Regions from separate parts of the Triticum aestivum genome. Here region 2 is linked to region 1. Evidence: chromatin contacts called from public Hi-C data. All regions are on one chromosome and are shown on one strand. The core of a region is the stretch at or near the end of the contact, and the rest is flanking DNA. Distances in the headings are between cores, read along the strand shown. Region 1 holds the start of LOC123056787 (NAC domain-containing protein 82). Region 2 holds the start of LOC123056814 (protein trichome berefringence-like 7).

The links. Hi-C and Micro-C count contacts between places; a contact is called where the count stands out from the background.
Region 2: a Hi-C map of leaf shows a contact between it and region 1, with 5 times the contacts expected there. The contact joins the promoter of LOC123056814 here to the promoter of LOC123056787 in region 1. A contact is called at or near these places in 5 of 5 Hi-C or Micro-C datasets (leaf, root and an unstated tissue) and 1 of 1 datasets of contacts at active chromatin or transcription factors (leaf).

The regions. Positions count from the first base shown.
Region 1 is chr1A:463,488,791-463,492,629 of IWGSC CS RefSeq v2.1, reverse strand. LOC123056787 (NAC domain-containing protein 82) reads left to right here and starts at 1,927. Exons shown (of 6, transcript XM_044480068.1): 1 at 1,927-2,118; 2 at 3,117-3,839. The coding sequence starts at 3,754.
Region 2 is chr1A:463,703,455-463,707,046 of IWGSC CS RefSeq v2.1, reverse strand. LOC123056814 (protein trichome berefringence-like 7) reads right to left here and starts at 1,927. Exons shown (of 4, transcript XM_044480079.1): 1 at 907-1,927. The coding sequence starts at 1,733.

The sequences.
Region 1 (3,839 bases), core at 678-3,177:
TATGGGCTGAATATAGAGGGGAACCAGCCTCTAGGTGGGCTGGGCGCCAACTCCCCCTTAGAGCCCATGCGCCTAGGGTTGGGGAAAACCTTAGAGGGGGCGCCCCCACCTAGCTTGGGGGGCAAGCCTCCTCCTTGGCCGTTGCCCCCTCTAGATGCATCTAAGGGGGGCCGCCCCCTCTCCCTTGCCCCTATATATAGTGGGGGGTGGGAGGGCAGCCGCACCCTTCCCCTGGCACAGCCCTCCCCCTCTCCAACACCTCCTCCTCCTCCTCCGTAGCGCTTGGCGAAGCTCTGCCGGAGAACCACGAGCTCCATCACCACCACGCCGTCGTGTTGTCGGAGTTCTCCCTCAACTTCTCCTCTCCCCTTGTTGGATCAAGAAGGAGGAGACGTCCCCGGCTTGTACGTGTGTTGAACACGGAGGCGTCGTTGTTCGTCGCTCAGATCGGAATTGACCGCGATCTAAATCGTTGCGTGTACGACTCCACCAACCGCGTTCTTGCAACGATTACGCTTAGCGATCTTCAAGGGTATGAAGATGCACTCCCTCTCTCTCGTTGCTAGTATCTCCTAGATTGATCTTGATGACACGTAGATTTTTTTTTAAAATTATTTGCTACGTTCCTCAACAAAACATGCATGTAGCAAAGGAGCTCAGAAGCAGACACCGGGCGCCTCAGCATAGCACAACACAACACATAATGGAAAAGGCGTGCTCTCTGGCCGACTCAACCTTTTTCTGTAGCTCCATCATTGGTTGTGTGCATCGTGCTACATGGAGGTCGGACATTTGCTGGTTGTGTGCATCGTTCTATGTGAAGGTCGGACATTCACCCAGTGCGATTGTGTCACCTCAATATATCTTTTTCTTTCTGAGAATGTCACCTCGATATATCTTACATGGCTCTCATCTTTTATCAACTGGTGTCAAAGGGCAAGAGAAAAAGGTGAAACGAGACTATCCAAATGGAAAGTGGGACAATTTCAGACTAGAGGAGTACCACTATTTGTAGGAGAAAGAAGAAAAAAAAAGAAAGACACCAATCGTGGTCAAACTTCGTACAATGCAGAATGTAATCTTGCCGAAGAACGAGTGGTACCCAAAAAGGACATGTTCTCATACGGCCGTGTGAATATGTTTGTCCGTGGAGAATCATGGTGGACCGACCGCCGATCCTCAAAAGGAATTAACCAGAAAAGAGACCCTCAACAAATCGAGAAAAGACGAATGTTCCTGAACGAAAAGGGCGAGCACCCTGCTTGTGTCGCGTCGGATGATGCACCGTCTGACACGATAATGACACCGGAACATCTCAAACTCGCGTCGTGCTGCTGACTTTTCTCTCCAAGAGCCCGCGGACCCACATCCCGAGCGGTGTGGCCCACACAACCGCTGCCCCACCCATCAGCGACGTGCGGCCCCACGACACCCGTAGTAGGACAGAGAAACCAAAGAACAGAAATCGCATCGTAACTACCGAAACATGGAAACAATTACGCATTTAACCCCCCAGCCCCAAAATTCTCACTCTTTCCCTCTTAAAAAAAAACCCGCAGCCAATAGGAGACGCAGGTCAAACGCCCGGGCTGGACTTTTGGGCCAGGAAAGATTGGGAAAAAATTCTATGAGAACAGGTCTCACGGATTAGCAGGTGAGACCTATCCTGATGGATGACACGTGGCATTCACAAATCACAAAGCATCCACCCTACCCCCCACCTAAAATCAGGGGGAGAAATTAGATGCTTTGTGATTTGTGAATGCTACATGTCATTCATCAGGGCGGGTCTCACCTGATTTATATGAGACCTGGTCTCATATAATTTTTTTCATTGGGCAATCGTCGCGTGGAGCGGAAGTTTCCGGGAAGCGCACAAGGGGATTAAAAAATACTACTATACTCCCGGACCGGCGGGCCCAGGCAGTCAGTGTCCCGGCCCAGCACCACGCCCCCGGCGTTTTTCCGGTATAAAAGAGCCCCGCACCCAGCGACGCGAGATTGCTTCCCCCAAAACCTCACCTCATCTCATCTCCTCCACAATTGACCAGACGGCGGCGCTCACCTCCTCCCCCTCGGCATCCCCCATCGTCCTGCTGGCTTCCCCGGTTCTCCCTCGTAAGCGCCCCTCCCGATCTCCCCCAATCCCTTCCTTCGATCGATCTGGGTAGATCGGGGCCGATTGTTGCGAGTCATGGTTCGTGTCGATCCGATGGCCAATTCGGGCGATCTGCGTCCGATCCGTCGATTCTGAGGTGGTGGTTAAGCAATCGCCGCACGGATTGGTCTGGTCTTCCGTCCGTCGAAGTTTACGGCCGATTAGGGTTTGTGGTCGATCGATCGGTCGATCTACGCGTTGATTTGGGGTTATGCGATCCAGATGTTGTAGTAGCGTCGCGAAAGTTTGAGATTTGGTCGGGAATTGGATTGTTCAGCGTCTATTTAGGCTCGATTCCTTTGGGTGCCTTGTGATGGATCGGTGGATTCTATTAGATGGTTGAACTAATGGTCCGGAACTGATCCAAGGCAGTTTATTCTAGGAAACATCCGTTAGTTTTTTTTTTCCGTTTGTGGGAAAAATTACTTTTGTTTTGTTAATAATATCATCTGTGCCTATGAAGTATCATAGCGTGTAAGTTTTGGTTAGATCGTAGGTTGGATGCTAATGTGCTTATTATATATTTTTATTTCTGCTGCACTGATGTGGTTTGTGATTAAGCTCAATATTTTGGGGTACCTGAACTTGGTGAAAATATATTAGGTGCTCACAATGGTTTGATCTTTGGTTATCTAAGTGCAGCGCTGAAAGTCCTGTATGATCCTTTTCACAGTTTTCTTTTTGTCAACTAGTTTTTTCATGAGTTACATCCGAGCCAATATGAAATATACTAGTAAAATCTGGTGAAGCGATGGTGTAGGTTAGATTCATGTTGTTAATGCGCTATTTCACTTTGAATTGCGTACAATGTAAAATTCACTTGCTATATGCAGTCTTTTCTTTGCTTCCTGGGACTTTAGTTATTTGGATCGAAGGATAAAACATAGAACACATGTATTCTGTATTTTTCTGCTGTTTATGTTTTTCCTTTCTGACGATGTTTTCTAATCTCATGCAGGTTTTTGATCTCAGTCACTCATGTCTTTTGAAGTCAGCGAGGGATCCCCTTATTTCCACTCGTGCTACTTCTGGTTCATATATTGCATAAAATTCCGAGAATTCACTTGATACAAGTGGATCATCTGGAGTTTTGTGCGAGTACTTCCTATCATGTGAATCAGTGGTAGTTGGTTTAATTGGCAAGACTCAAACTTCTCTCATCTGAGTTCAGAAACATTTGTCGCTTGAGTCCTTGGTGTACTGCTTTCCTTGAGTCTTGCCAAGCCTGGTTTTCCATAAGTTGTTTCTCCTCCAGCTTTTGGTTGGACCATTCTCTCCTCTGGTCTAATCTCATCCATCCTTTGATCCTCCCTTCAGAATAGTTGTCATAACGTGAGCTGTCCTCTGCTCACACGGCAATCTTCTGAAGCTCTCTTCTCTGGTTCTTGTTTGTTCTCTTGAGAGCTCCTCTCCTTAAGTTTGGTTGATCTGCGGCCTTGAATTCTGTCTTTCGAGGACTGAAGCTTTCTTGCCAAACTTGATATTTCCCTGATTTACTGGTATTGTTAATTGCATAATCTGGTGAAGCAATTCTGGTTGTGTTTCACCTCTTGTGTTCTTCTGCTGATACTGAGCGCAAGACACCCACTGCAGTGATGGCTCAAACTTGCCTGCCACCTGGCTTTCGTTTCCATCCAACTGATGTTGAGCTTGTTTCTTACTACTTGAAAAGGAAGATTAT
Region 2 (3,592 bases), core at 678-3,177, 210 kb before region 1:
GTTTGTGGGAGGAACTTTATGAGGTAGATCGACTGGGAAGGGTAATGTGAAATGCATGATGGGACGGCTAATCGTAAATTTTTCCCTGTCCTATTATTTCTTGATTGGTTCTTCCACTAACACATTATGTTCCCCTCTGACTTATTCACACAAGTCATCTCATCCCAGTGTCAAATTTGCTGTGCATATTCGCACCTAAGCAGCATCTCACTGTTAGAATAGAATATGAGTATAACCATGGCATTGCTATTTTCCTCTCGTTTCCATGATTTCAGAATCATGGCATTGCTAGAATATGGAAATAATTGGCATCTCACTGTTAGAATAGGATATGAGTATAATTGATATTTTCCTCTCATTTCCATGTATACATTTGATTTGAGGTGCATAGAAACAAGAAGTTGAGTTAGGCTCAAGCTTGCGGTTGTTGTGTTGTGCTCGCTGTACTTATTTTTTAAGTTGATGAAATAGTACAAAATCCTATTAATCTGCTAAGTAGAAGTGAATTAAATGTTTTTCGTCTCAAATTTCATCTCATATGTTCAGGAATGCAGATACATATTTGTTTGCAACTTGACAGGGAAAAAAACAGGTAGCCAAACACCCAGTTACCTAAAACCAACTTAACCAAATTCGTAATCCACAGTGATGCCAAATGGATCCTTGGGAGCTTACAAATACTTAAAGTAGGTAACATCATCGAAATGGAGTTTGTATTACCTATTCATACTGTTTTTTGTGCCCAATTCAACTAATTACACACACACACACACACACACACACACACATTAAATATGATTCTAATGAAATATGAGAAAGACGAACAAGATACTTACAGTACTGAAAACACACATTTATCATGGTTAGAACTAAACGAGCATAGCAAAACAGAGCAAGAAAACTTACGTATTAAACAATTTGGTGGGAGTCCACCAGTGCCCGGTGTTGAAAATCAGAACATCGGCATTCACCCATTTCCGACTGATATTATCCATCTTGTCCAGCCTCAGAGTCGATTTGACCCTCTTGGGCGCATGCCTGGGCGCAGGGCGCTGCTCGACAAGGAACACGGACCGGAAGAATTCCACGGTGAGGTCGAAGGACGCAAACCTCACACCCAGGAACCGTATGGTCTTGCTGATCTCGTTCCCATTCACCTCGTAGACGGTCTTGGGATCCTCCACCCCGGGCATGAGCATGCAGATGAAGGACTCCCACTGCGTGCGGCTCATGGAATCCCCGACGAAGACGACACGCTTCCCCCTGAGCCGCTCGAGCGCGGCGCCGGCGGTGAACCTCGGCACGTCGCAGCGGCGCGGCCTCCACCGCCATTTGAGGTAGCCGGTGTCCTCCCTGCCGTTGGCCAGGCAGTTGAACCCCTTCTCCGCGAAGGGGCAGTCGGAGCTGTTGTAGAGCGGGTAGGCCGCGTCGGGGACCCAGTTGCCGTCGAACACGTCGCACGCCCCGAGGTCCTCCCCGACGAACCCGGCCACGGCCTGCCCCCGCCCGAGGTAGCGGAGCACGTAGAGGTAGAGCGCGCAGGAGAGCGCGAGCGCCACGGAGGCGACGCAGAAGGCGAGGGCGACCCGCTCCAGCGACGGGCCCGAGGCCCCCCACCACCTGCGCTGCGCCGCCGCGGACACCCGCGGGCTCCCGGGCAGGGCGCCGCCTCCGCCGCCGCCCCTCTGAGCGGCGCGACCCGAGCCGCCCCGGCTAGTGCTGGCGCTCACCATCTCCTGCCCGCCGCCAGATCTCCCATCCCTTGGCCCGCCAAATCGGCCCGCCTCGCCGGAGCGGAACCGCGCGGAGGCCACGCCACGTCGGCGACGCCCTGGGGGGGAGAGGTCTCCGCGCGCGTGGTGGCGGTGGCGGTGGCGCGAGTTGACTCGCAAACTCTGGTATAAACCTCACGGCGGTGCGGGGGGGGGGGGGGGGTCCCGGGCACGGCGAGGGGGAGGCGGTTGCTGGCCCGGGCGGCGGGTAGGGAGGGCGGGTGTGATCTGCGGCCGCTGTCACTGACGTGTGGGGTTTGGAGTCTGGGTGGCCCGCGTGGCCGGGAGCGAAGTGGGAGATGCGGGGCGGGCGCGCTGTTGTGTTGTGTGCGGGATACGGAGGCGCAGAAGGCTTCTGTGATTGGCCGATCTGCGCTCGTACGTGGCGGTGGTACTCTTTTTGTTGCGGGAAGAATACTCGAACGGACAGCTTGCCCACCTGATGTGAACCTTTTTGGTGCCCCGATTATCATTCCTCGCTTCTAATATTTTTTCTGCTCTATCTACAGGTTTGATCGGCAGGTACGGACAACCACCCACAAACGAGAAAGGCATAAGAAAAGAGAATGGAGACTACCGGGACTGTGATACTGCAAAGGATTCTCCGTGACAGCAGCGAACAACTGAGATGTGTTTGCTCGCTGGATGGATAGAATATTGTAATGTTGTCAAGTAGGACTTCGGTTGCGCCTGCGTACTGGCAGTGCATTGCTGGCTACCTTTTTGTTCACAGTTTTTTTTCTTCAGGGGAAAGGAGATTGTATTTCATGAGATCACGGTGTTAATAGTCGAGACGCCACACAACCTTGATACAAGGGGGGGACCGAGTGCACCTTGTTTATAGATACTGGAGAGAATGTTAATAGTGGACCTATCTTTAGATATGGAAACCAATGGAATTTGAGAGAGCGATTCAGAGATGATACTTTTGAAAGATGGCAAGCTCGGTTTAGGATTCTGAGAAAGAAAATTAAGGGTTGGAACAAAAAAGTAGATGCTTGGTATAAAAAATTAAAGTAATTTTTTTGGAAAGACTGGACAACATTGATAGGAGGGCTGAAAGCCTGGGGTTGTGTGCTTTTGATGGACAAGAACAAATTGACTTGAGAAGACAATTGGAGAGACTGCTTAAACAAGAAGAAATAAAATGGCTACAGAGATATAAAGATAAAGAGATCACTGATGGTGATGGGAATACCATATACTACCATGCTAGAGTAAATGGTAGGAGGAAAAAATAGAATCACTTCACTAGAACAGGAGGAAGGGGTTATCGAGGGGGGTTTGTTAACTTACAACACTGATTTTTACAAAAAAAAATGTTTGGTCACCCTGATATCTCTAATGTCTCCTTGATGACCCAAACCTAAAAAAATCAGATGATGAAGCTGATAAGCTTATTAGACCTTTTACCCTCTCAGCAATCAAAGATGTGGTTTTTGGGATGAAAAGAAACAAGAGTCTAGGACCTGATGGCTTCCCTGCTGATTTTTATCAGGTTTTCTGGGATTTGGTCAAGTGGGATCTAAAGAACTTGGTAGAGGATTTTGCCACTGGAAAGCTAGACATCAATAGATTGAATTATGGGATTATTACATTAGTCCCCAAAACTGTTGATGCTAAACAAATCCAAAAATTTAGACCAATATGTTCCTGAATGTTAGCTTCAAAATTATTACTAAACTACTTATGAATAGGCTGAATGAGTGTTCCTCTCGAGTGATCTCCCCAACTCAGACTGCCTTTGTCAAAGGGAGATACATAATGGAGGGGGTTGTGATCTTGCATGAAGCATTGAACACTATTCATACCCATGAACA